Linked DNA regions of Ovis aries: regions 1 and 2 are each linked to region 3. The links are chromatin contacts, called in public Hi-C maps. All regions are on one chromosome and are shown on one strand. The core of a region is the stretch at or near the end of the contact, and the rest is flanking DNA. Distances in the headings are between cores, read along the strand shown.

Region 1 (3,304 bases), core at 88-2,587, 110 kb before region 3:
CCCCTAATCTGGGGGCAGCAGCCCCTCCCCGATTTGGAGTATGGCTGGAAAGCTCTGCCCAGTGAGGACTTCTCAGCTGCGGCAGAAAGGAGCCCAGGGCCAGTGGATGAGGCTCTCCCTTCAGAGCGCTGGGTGACACAAGCGGGCCTCCTCCCCACCCCCCTGGAACCTAGACTTCTTGCACTAACAGTGGGTCTCAGGGCTGAGAGATCAACTGATGATTTGATGCCCCAACAGCGCCTTGTCCTTAGTGCTGGAGCCTTAGGAGTGAAGCACTCCCAGAGTCTCCTGTGTCGGAGGGCTGGAGGGGAGATATGCTCCTGGCCTGACTTTGGGAAACTCCACAGTTCTGGGCCTCCAGCTCCCCTTCTCCCAGAGCCACCACCAGAAAGCCTGCAGGAAGTCTGGCCGAGTTTTACTCAGGATGGTTTGGTGGGGCCTGCAGTATGGCGGAGGAAATGTGGCTGGCTGGGGGAGAGCAGCCCCTCTGACCCTGCTCCCAGACTCCCTGCAGTATCTGCCCCTGGAAGAGCAGAAGGAGCTGCTGGGAGGCTGCCCCCACCAAGCAGACAGTAGCCAGAATGGCTGGGTCACTAAGCGAAGCAAAGTCCCAACAGAGAGTTCCCTGGGGCACCAGGACTGGCGGGAAGTATGGGATCTGCCCAGGTAGGATCAGCTTCCTTTCTGGGTCTGAGGCAACTGTTGAGGGGAACCCTGTGTCACCTGTGAGCAGGAATGGGTCAGGCAGTCCATGGGACTCCTGCTCTCTGTGGCCACGTGGATTGGCCAGGTGCTCAGCAGCTGGTCCCTGGACCACCCTCGGCTGGAGAGAGGATGTAAGAATGTTGCCTGGAGCCACCTGTGGCCTTCCGAGCTGTCCCACTGTGCCGTGGGGTCTGTGGAGTTCTGTGGGAGTAGGGTTTGGCATCAGAAGCATCCTTCTGGCAGACACAGGGCAACAGCCAGGAGTTCACTGAGCTTGGGCTGCTGCTAGGTGAGACACGGAGCCCTGTCAGGATGCCGGATTTCTGGGCAGTACTCTGCTGTTCAACGCTCCTTAACCTTCTATGCTGTCAGCAAATAGTCACTGAGCAGCTAGTATGTCCCAGGGACCAGAGATGCTGCTGAGAACAAGGCACCATCCGTGCCTCACAGACGTTTGGGAAGATCAAATGAAACAGGATGGGAAGTGGCAATGTAAACAGCAGGTGCCGCATAGGTGTCCTAGGAAGCAGAGCACGCAGGTGGAGGGCAGAGCGCCTCTCTCTGGGCTGGAGCAGAGATCTCAGGGACTGCCGGCTACGAAGCAGCCAGGGTTCCAGCACAGTGCCCAGAGCAGGCAGCAGAGGGCAGCAAGGGGCCTGCCTGCCTGGAAAGCAGCTTTTAGTAAGTGATGGCTGGGAAGAGGTGGGGGACAGGGGAGACAGCACTGGAGAGGGTGGGCAACGCAGGGTCCGGGATCAGCCCTCTCTCAAGGGGGTATGCAGGTGGCACCTCCCTTCCAGTCTAGTGGAGGTTCAGGTGACAGGTGCTCGGCCTTCTGCACCAAGGGGCTTGGCTTTGCCTATCAATAAGACTGGGAACTCTTCGGCGTGTCCCCGCCCCCACCCCCTCCCATGTGCTGTGGCCCTGGTGTCGGGGAGTGGTTGCTCTGAAAAGGGGCCTGTGGCCATTTTTGTGTGTGTGAGACAAGTTGTGCGGTGCTGGTCTGAGTGGATTTAAGCCATTTGCTGCCCCTGGACAGCCCTGAACTCCAGCCTGGTCCACTCTCCTCCTCCAACTTAATCTCAGAACTTGGCTGCCTTTCTTCCTGGAGGGCAGGGGAATGTAACTATGATGAGCATCTCCCAGCCTGAGCTTCCCACACTGGCAAGGTGAGTGAGACCCCCAAGGCCCAGGAGGACTTCTGCTCATGCAGGAGGCCCCATTCCTCATTTACCAGCTTGTATCCCACCACATCCTCAGAAAAGAGAGCTTGTGGAGAAGAGTGGCTGCCAGGGGGCTGGAGGGTGAGGTCTGGGGAGACTTGGGAGCAGCATGGGCTGCAGGAGGCTGCTTCCCCTAGAGTCCCAGTGGTGGCTGGCTGGGCCCAGCCTTGCCAGCAGCTGCAGCAATAAAAGTGGGTGAAGGTGAAAGCAAGAGCCTGGCTTCCCAGGTAGATGCTACGTGACTCCTGGCACGTTGAGAGTATGTGTTTCCTGGGCGACAAGCTGAGCCAGGGACAAGGAAAGGACAGAAGTGTGACAGGAATGCAAGGGGAGGGAGGAAGTAGTGTCATTGGCTGGCCAGCCCTGTACATACCACTTCTGTACTCTGCCAGCACCCTGGGCCTGCATGGCACAGATCCCTAACCCTGGTGGGGGAACCCTGTTTCTCCTTGCTCTTGCTTGGCCAGTGTAGAGGGAGCCCCTGATGAGCCTGGCCCCTCCCCCACCCACTAGAAGCAAGAGGTGGCCAAGCCCTAGGTGGGCAGGTTGGTACTGGGGAAGCCAGGACCGCCCTTGCTCAGGGTATGCCACAGCACTGGAGACAGAGAACTGCTGAGTGTGTCTGGCTGGGGGACTCCAGTTCTTTCTCCAGGGCAGCATTTGGCCCAGGGTCGGGGCCAGTGGGGCTGTAAGCTGCCTTCTCCGGTGGTCAGAGCCTGACCTTTTTCAGTTCCAGGGGGCTGTAGCTGTGGACTCCTGGAGCAGAGGGACTCCCCAGATGCTGCTGCGGGGACTGGCATGGGGAGCTGACCGGGGTTACCTTCCGGGGGTGTGTTCTGGCCTGAAGCTGCATACGGTGTACTGGTGTACTGGTGCACAGGGAACACTCTGGTCTGTCACACCCCGTCTCCTGTTACCCCTAGGCCATCTGTTTTCTGGAATGAATGACTAGCAGAGCAACAGGCTATGGCTCCAGAACCTACAGGCAGGTTTATGAGGTAGAAGATCTCAGGGATCCAGAGAGGCAAGCTGCAGGAGCTGGGGGAGACACTCCCCACTTCTCTGACCACCCCCACCCCCCAGGCAGTGCCCCAGTCAGAGCCCTGGGAACCCAGGGACACTCTTCTTTCTCAATGCTATCTGGATGGCACTGAGGGGGCCTGGGGGAGTAGGGTCAAGCCTATACTGTGGTTTCTGCTTCATCCCCTCAACCTTGGCTGGTGGTATTTGGTGCAGGCCACCGCACAGTGCTGAGGTGGCTCCTGCGTGGGCACCCCCCAAGCAGGTTAAGGCCACCAGACTACATATACCCCAAAAGCTCTGGCTTTGACCTGGGCAGGTGCTGGAGCCCTGAGATGGGCTGAGCTGCCATCAGG
Region 2 (3,176 bases), core at 47-2,546, 85 kb after region 3:
ACTGGGTCTTCATTGCTGTGCGAAGCTTTTCTCTAGTTGTGGCAGGTGGGGGCTACTGTCTAGTTGTGGTCTGAGGGCTTCTCACTGCAGTGGCCCCTCTTGTTGCGGAACACGGGCTCTTGGGCATGTGGGCTCGGTAGGGGTGACCCATGGGCTCAGTTGCCCTGTGGCATGTGGGATTCTCCCAGACCAGGGATTGAACCTGTGTCCCCTGAATTGGCAGGCGGTTTCTTAACCACTGGACCACCAGGGAAGTTTTTTTTTTTTGTTTTTTTTTTTTTATTGCTGCTGCGGTAGTCTTATTTTTACTTATTTTTTCAGAGCTTTAATAAAACTTTTAATAGAGGGTCAGAATACTAACAACCATCTTCCAGCATAAGAAGGAAAAGGCAGCAACATGAATTCTTTCAGTTAGAATGGCATAATGTAGTAGTTTTAAGACCATACTTTTGAGACCTGTCCTCAAAAGGCTCATGGGGTTAAAAAAAAAAAAAAGGGATTGTGGAAAATACCATAACGCCTTCTGGTGAGTTCACTGCACAGAGTGGGTGCCAAGGATTTCTGGGATAAAAGGGTGTGTGACCATTTTCAGAGAAAACCTTGCAAGAAAGTTAGGGAGTTTCTCTCATTTCTGACCACCAGTAAGCTAAAAATGTATGTTCTTATTGCAAGAATTGTATAAAAACTTAGCTGTGTAACCTTCCCAAAGCATTTTCATGTGCTTGGCAAGGTAGGAGAATTCCGGCAAACACACTGGAGGTTAGCTTTGAGCAAAGAAGTGTAAAGCAAAGTATAATTACTGTATTAAATGAAGCAAAGTAAAAGAATGCACATAAAAATGCCGTCTTGGTACAGTGCTGGGGAAGGAACAATGCATGACAGCCATTATTATTAATAACTTACCAATTTCTATAAACAATCATTCTGAAAAGCACGACTCAGGCAGCGCAGGTCAACTTTGTTTAAACTGTGGCCCTGTGCTCTGCCCCACTCTCCCCTGCCTTGTTCCACCCGCCAGGAACCTAGTCTGCAGTTGGCATACCAAAACAACAAGGGGTGTGTGTGTTTATTTTCCCAATATTAAGTCACAATATTGATTATGCTTTAGCATACGGCGCATTTCTCTCTCCCCCAGCTGCTCCCTGGTCAAGAATCTGGCGTGAAGTGTTCAGTCATTTTGAGGACCTTGCTGAAGGCAGGAAGCCCGGATGGTTTGCCTCCCCGCTCCCCATTCCCCGGCTCACTGCCATTGGCTTGCTTCTAGAAGCTTATATAACCTTTCTTTATTTAAGGCTTCTATTCTTCAATCTGAGGGTGAATGGACTTCCGGGCCTGCCTGTGGGGCAGGAGCTGGAGGTGTTATGCTTCTCCAGCAGGGCGAGAGGGCTAGACTGAGTTCCAGGAGCTTCTGGAGGCCATGCCCTCCCTGGGATGTCCTAGGATAGCAGACCCTCCTGTGGGGAGGGCAGGAGGTGACGTTCCATTCCCCTGCCTGGGCTGCAGGCCGCCTGGTCTCAGCCTTCTTAGATACCGCCAGGAAGCTTTTCCTTTTATCCCAGTTATATTTCACCTTGTTGATTTCAGGCCAGTGTTCGCAGGGAGGCATAGGGTTTCAGGCTGGCTGGGGACTTTTCCAGGCCTCTGGACACCCCCATACCTCTGGAGCGCCCCTTCCCACAGGATCGCTCCATCTCATTCATGCATTCAGCAGGCATTCCTTGCACACCCATTAGGTTTCCGTGGTGGAGGCCTGGTTCACAGGGTAGACAGGTGATAGGCACAGGGGTGAATCATTTCTGTCTAGGGTGGTATAATACTACCTCATGCCAGAGGATTAAGGAGGCATAGGAGGGGTACCTGACTCACTCTTGGGGGGCATGTGGAAGGCAAGGAAGTCTCCATGAAGGAGGTAATGGTTTATCTGAATCTAAAATTATGAGAAGGGAAGGAGGGGATATATGTAAACATACAGGGGATTCACTCTGCTGTTCAGCAGAAACTGATACAACACTGTAAAAGCAACTACACTCTTGTTGCTGTTCAGCCGCTAAGTCGTGTCCAACTCTTTGCAACCCCAGGAACGGCAGCCCACCAGGCTTCTCGATCACCATTTCCCTAAGTTTGCTCAAATTTATGTTCATTGACTCAGTGATGAGAAAGGAGGAGTGGACTGGGGGATATTTAGGCAGAGAGAGTACTCTGAATGTGAGTCTGGAGGCTGGAAGCAGCACGGCCAGAACTGGTTTAGAAGTCACTTTCTAGACGCCAGAGCATGAGGTTTGAAGCAGAGAGGAGATGGGGCTGAGTCTGGAGAGGCCTGCAGGGGTGAGCTCACAGGCGAGTGTGGGGAGCTAGAGCCTTACCCTGTGGATGCTGGGGAGCCATGGATGGTTTCAGCTAGAAGGGAGTGAACTGGTTAGGTCTGCTGACTTGACATGGTCCATTAACAGCAGCACCTAATGTATCCCAGGGGGCCAAGGAGCCTGGAGGGCTACAGTCCATGGGGTCACAAAAGAGTTGGGCTTGACTTAGCAACTAAACAACAATGTATCTTTCCTGTGCTTGTGGGGCCCCTGCTTCTTAACAGAGAGCTCTGGGAAGGCAGGCTGTCATGAGAACTGATGTCATGAGCCACTCAACTGCAAAAGGTGGGGAAAAGAGCAGACCCTCAAGCCAGAAGGACCTGAGGTTGAATACCTCACTGAGCTCTGGCAAGATGTCGAAACTGCCTGAGCCTCAGTAGCTGCGTCTATAGAGTGAAAAGAAGTGAAAGTGTTAGTCACTCAGTTGTGTCTGACTCTTTGCAACCCCTTGGACTGTAGCCCGCCAGGCTCCTGTGTCCTTGGGATTCTCCAGGCAGAAATACTGGAGTGGGGAGCCATTTCCTCCTCCAGGGGATCGGACCTGAGCCTCCCGCATTGCAGGCAGATTCTTTACCCTCTGAGCCACCAGGGAAGCCGTCTAATGCTATAGAACAGGAGCCATCTAATATTGATGGCCGTGTGGTAGACAGAGTTGGGGAGAGCCTACACAGGAAACAGTCTGGAAGTGCAGCCCAGGGGAAGGGTGGTTGAAGCTCATTCCACAATCAACTTGTCAGGGGGGAGCCTGGTCTCCCAGCCTGGGGTCCTGGCCTCCGTCCCCATAGCTGTCTGATCAGCAGTCTGCAACGTGCC
Region 3 (3,285 bases), core at 298-2,797:
GGACGCCTGTGACTATGTGTGTTGGGGGGGGGGCGGGTAGTTGAGAGTGTTTGGCGGGGGGTGGAGAAGGCAGGGGTCACCCCAGGATTCCAACGAATCTGTGTGTCTCTCTTTCCACCCGTCCCTGTCCGACTCCCTCAAACCCCTGCCCCCTCCAATATTCCCAGCATAGAGAAGGGAATAGCTCTGGAGCCCTGACCGCACATAACCTCACTTTCCTGTACCCGCCCCGCAAATACCGCGCGGGCGTGTGTGTCTCCCGGCAGAGGGGGCCGATAGGTAATGTTCAGGCTGTGCGCCTTGGTGGGGATCGAGCACTCCCTTTGCTGGGGTGGGTGGGGGCCCGGGCTTCGGTCGGTGTCCCCAGGGAAGGTAGTAGCCAGAGGCACAGAGGGGACGGACCCAGGAGCTGAGGCTGGGTCTGGCCCCGCCCCGACACGCCCAGGGGGCGGGGCCTGCCTTCTTTTTAGTCTGCTCGTAGCGGTGAGGAGCGCAGAGGCTTGGGGCAGCCGGGCTGCGACGAGGCTGCGGCGTTGGGGGGCGAGTGGAGCCGGCGGCAGCGGCGCTCGGTCGGGAGACGCATCGAAGAGGCGGACGGACCGGCGGGGTCACCGGCCAGGGGTCTCCGCACTGGAATTTGATATTCATTTATCCAGGGTTTACCCTCCTCCTTTTTTTCTGAAACATTTTTTTTTAACCGTATTCTTTTCCGTTTTAATTTATTTTTGCTTCCCATTCCCCACTAAATCGGGCCGACCGTTTGGGGAGATTGCTCTTTTACTCCCCCCCAAAATCACTTCGGATTCTGGAAACGGGCAGAGAAGAAAGAGGGTAGCAAGAGCTCCAAAGAGAAGTGAAGGAAGAGAGAGAGACCGGGTCAGAGAGCGCGCGCTGACGAGCGAGACACGAGAGGGACAGGGGCAAAGTGAGTGACCTGTTTTTTGGGGGTGACCGCCAGAGCGCAGCGTGAGCCCTCCCCCTCGGGATCCCGCGTCGGACCAGCAGCGCTGACGGACAGACAGACAGACACCGCCCCCTGCCCCAGCGCCCACCTCCTCCCCGGCCGGCGGCCGACGGTGGACGCGGCGGCGAGCCGCGGGCAGGAGCCGGAGCCCGCGCCCGGAGGCGGGGTGGAGGGGGTCGGGGCTCGCGACGTTGCCCTGAAACTTTTCGTCCAACTTCTGGGCTGTTCTCGTTCCGGAGGAGCCGTGGTCCGTGCCGGGGCAGCCGAGCCGAGCGGCACCGGGAGAAGTGCTCGCTCGGGCCGGGAGGAGCCGCAGTCGGAGGAGGGGGAGGAGGAAGAAGAGAAGGAAGAGGAGAAGGGGCCGCGGTGGCGACTCGGCTCTCGGAAGCCGGGCTCATGGACGGGTGAGGCGGCTGTGTGCACAGACAGTGCTCCAGCCGCGCGCGCGCCCCAGGCCCTGGCCCGGGCCTCGGCTCCGGGAGGAAGAGGAGCCCGCCTGGGCGCCGAGGAGAGCGGGCCGCCCCGCAGCCCGAGCCGGAGAGGGAGCGCGAGCCGCGCCGGCCCCGGCCGGGCCTCCGAAACCATGAACTTTTTGCTCTCTTGGGTGCATTGGAGCCTTGCCTTGCTGCTCTACCTTCACCATGCCAAGGTAAGGGCTGGGGACGTGCGTGAGAGCGCGCGCGTGGGGGACTCCGTGCCCCACGCGGGTCCTTGGGCACCGGGCTCGCGGCTTCCCCTCTATCTTCGTAGGTGTAGGGGGAGGGGGCGCGCGCTAGGTGGGAGGGCACCGGGATAGAGTCTCACCGCCCACGCGGGCCCTGCCCACCCACCGGAGTCACCGCACGTACGATCTGGGCCGACCAGCGGAGGGCGGGAGCCGGAGGAGGCGGCTGAGGGGGCTGGGCTTGCGCTGCCGCCGGCGGCTGAAGTTTGCTCCCGGCCGCTGGTTCCCGACGAACTGGAAGTCTGGGCAGCTGGGGCGGGAGCTGGAGCCCTGGCGGGCAGGGGTGGGGGTGCTCGGACCTTGGACCCGGGGAGGGCAGAGAGCGTGGAGGGGGCAGGGGGCAGGCGAGAGATGCGGCTTGCTGTCACTGCCGCTTGATCTCTGCGGCCCTCGCCGCGAGTTGGGGAAAAGTTTTGGGGTGGATTGCTGCTTGGGACCCCCTCTCCGCCGGGCCACCTGCGCCGCACCAACCCCCCCGTCCCAGCTCGCGTCCCGCTCGGTGCCCGCCCTCCCCCGCCCGGCCGGGCGCGCGCGGCGCGGAGCCGATTACATCAGCCCGGGCCTGGCCGGCCGCGTGTTCCCGGAGCCGCCGCGGCCCGAGCGGGGAACCCGGGGCGGCGAGCCGCGCCCCTCCCCCCGCCGGCCCTCCGCGGGAAGGTGACCTCTCGAGGTAGCCCCACGCCGAGGACCCGGAGAACCACCCCTGTGCCTTCCCGCTGTCCCCAGCCCTTAAACCCCTCCTAGGAGGCATTTCCTCACGCCCCTTCCCAGTTTCCTCCCCTGCTCGAATAGAAGCCCCCGCCACCCCTTTATTTTTAACTCCCTTTTGCTGAGAAGACCCACATAACCTCTCTTCAGCCCCAGACTCCGAGGAAAGAAAGATCACTGTCAGGAGTCGGGCTACCCGGCCCAGCCCGGGGCTTTGTCGAGACTCTACCGAAAGTCCCGACTCGGTGACAGTCTGCTTCCCTCCCCTCCCCCATACTTCCGAGTGAGCTGTGCTTTAGCTTTTTGGGGGGCGACCGCAGGGAGGGTTTAAAGGGTGTCCTTATTCCACTTTGCACTTTTTGGGAAAATGATTTGAAATTTGCTGTGACATGGGCAGTGTGGGACTAGCCCTCCCCGAACCTTTGGAGGGAGCTCCTGCCAGCCTTGCAAACACACTTTGTTCTGGTGAAATGGGCGTTGGAGTAGGAGCAGGTGGTTTTTGGGAACTCTAAACTTGCCCACCCAGCTTGCTTTCCCAAACCACCTGAGGGGTCCTTTTCTGCTCAGAGCGCCCTTGGAGAGGCAGAAGGAAGGAAACGGGCTGGGGTCCCTGCTGCCACCAGGAGTTCCTCAGACCCTGGCACAAAGGCCTTGGCTCCAGGCCTCCAAGGGAGGGGGGGAGGGGGAGGAGAGGCTGCCTGGCCACAGTGTGACCTTCAGAGGCCCCCAGAGAAGGGCACCTGGCCCCTCCCCGCCCAGAACTGCCCCTCCCAGTGCCCCCTAGCCTTGGAGGGGGTATGAAATTTCTGACCCCTTTGCTCTTTGGGGCCCAGGAGCAGTGGAGGGCATAGGAGGAATGTTGGCAGAGAGTAACAGTGGTGCCATGGAG

What was found. Hi-C and Micro-C count contacts between places; a contact is called where the count stands out from the background.
Region 1: a contact with region 3 is called in a Hi-C map of hypothalamus, with 4 times the contacts expected there. The contact joins the enhancer-like site here to the promoter of VEGFA in region 3. A contact is called at or near these places in 8 of 16 Hi-C or Micro-C datasets (blood, hypothalamus, liver and 4 more).
Region 2: a contact with region 3 is called in a Hi-C map of liver, with 3 times the contacts expected there. The contact joins the enhancer-like site here to the promoter of VEGFA in region 3. A contact is called at or near these places in 2 of 16 Hi-C or Micro-C datasets (liver and tail adipose tissue).

The regions. Positions count from the first base shown.
Region 1 is chr20:17,167,619-17,170,922 of ARS-UI_Ramb_v3.0, forward strand. All of the region lies in intron 4 of RSPH9 (radial spoke head component 9), which reads left to right. Among named protein-coding and RNA genes, the nearest start is that of RSPH9, 10 kb to the left of the region's middle. Within about 2 kb of position 1,338, at least 18 of the 54 cell types and tissues checked have an H3K27ac peak or open chromatin away from gene starts, as enhancers often do. A contact at or near this core is called in hypothalamus, where this site is marked.
Region 2 is chr20:17,364,240-17,367,415 of ARS-UI_Ramb_v3.0, forward strand. All of the region lies in intron 2 of LOC114109532 (a long non-coding RNA gene), which reads left to right. Among named protein-coding and RNA genes, the nearest start is that of VEGFA, 85 kb to the left of the region's middle. Within about 2 kb of position 1,297, at least 3 of the 54 cell types and tissues checked have an H3K27ac peak or open chromatin away from gene starts, as enhancers often do. A contact at or near this core is called in liver, where this site is marked.
Region 3 is chr20:17,278,851-17,282,135 of ARS-UI_Ramb_v3.0, forward strand. VEGFA (vascular endothelial growth factor A) reads left to right here and starts at 1,548. Exons shown (of 6, transcript NM_001025110.1): 1 at 1,548-1,613. The coding sequence starts at 1,548. LOC121817412 (a long non-coding RNA gene) reads left to right here. Exons shown (of 2, transcript XR_006057304.2): 2 at 168-702.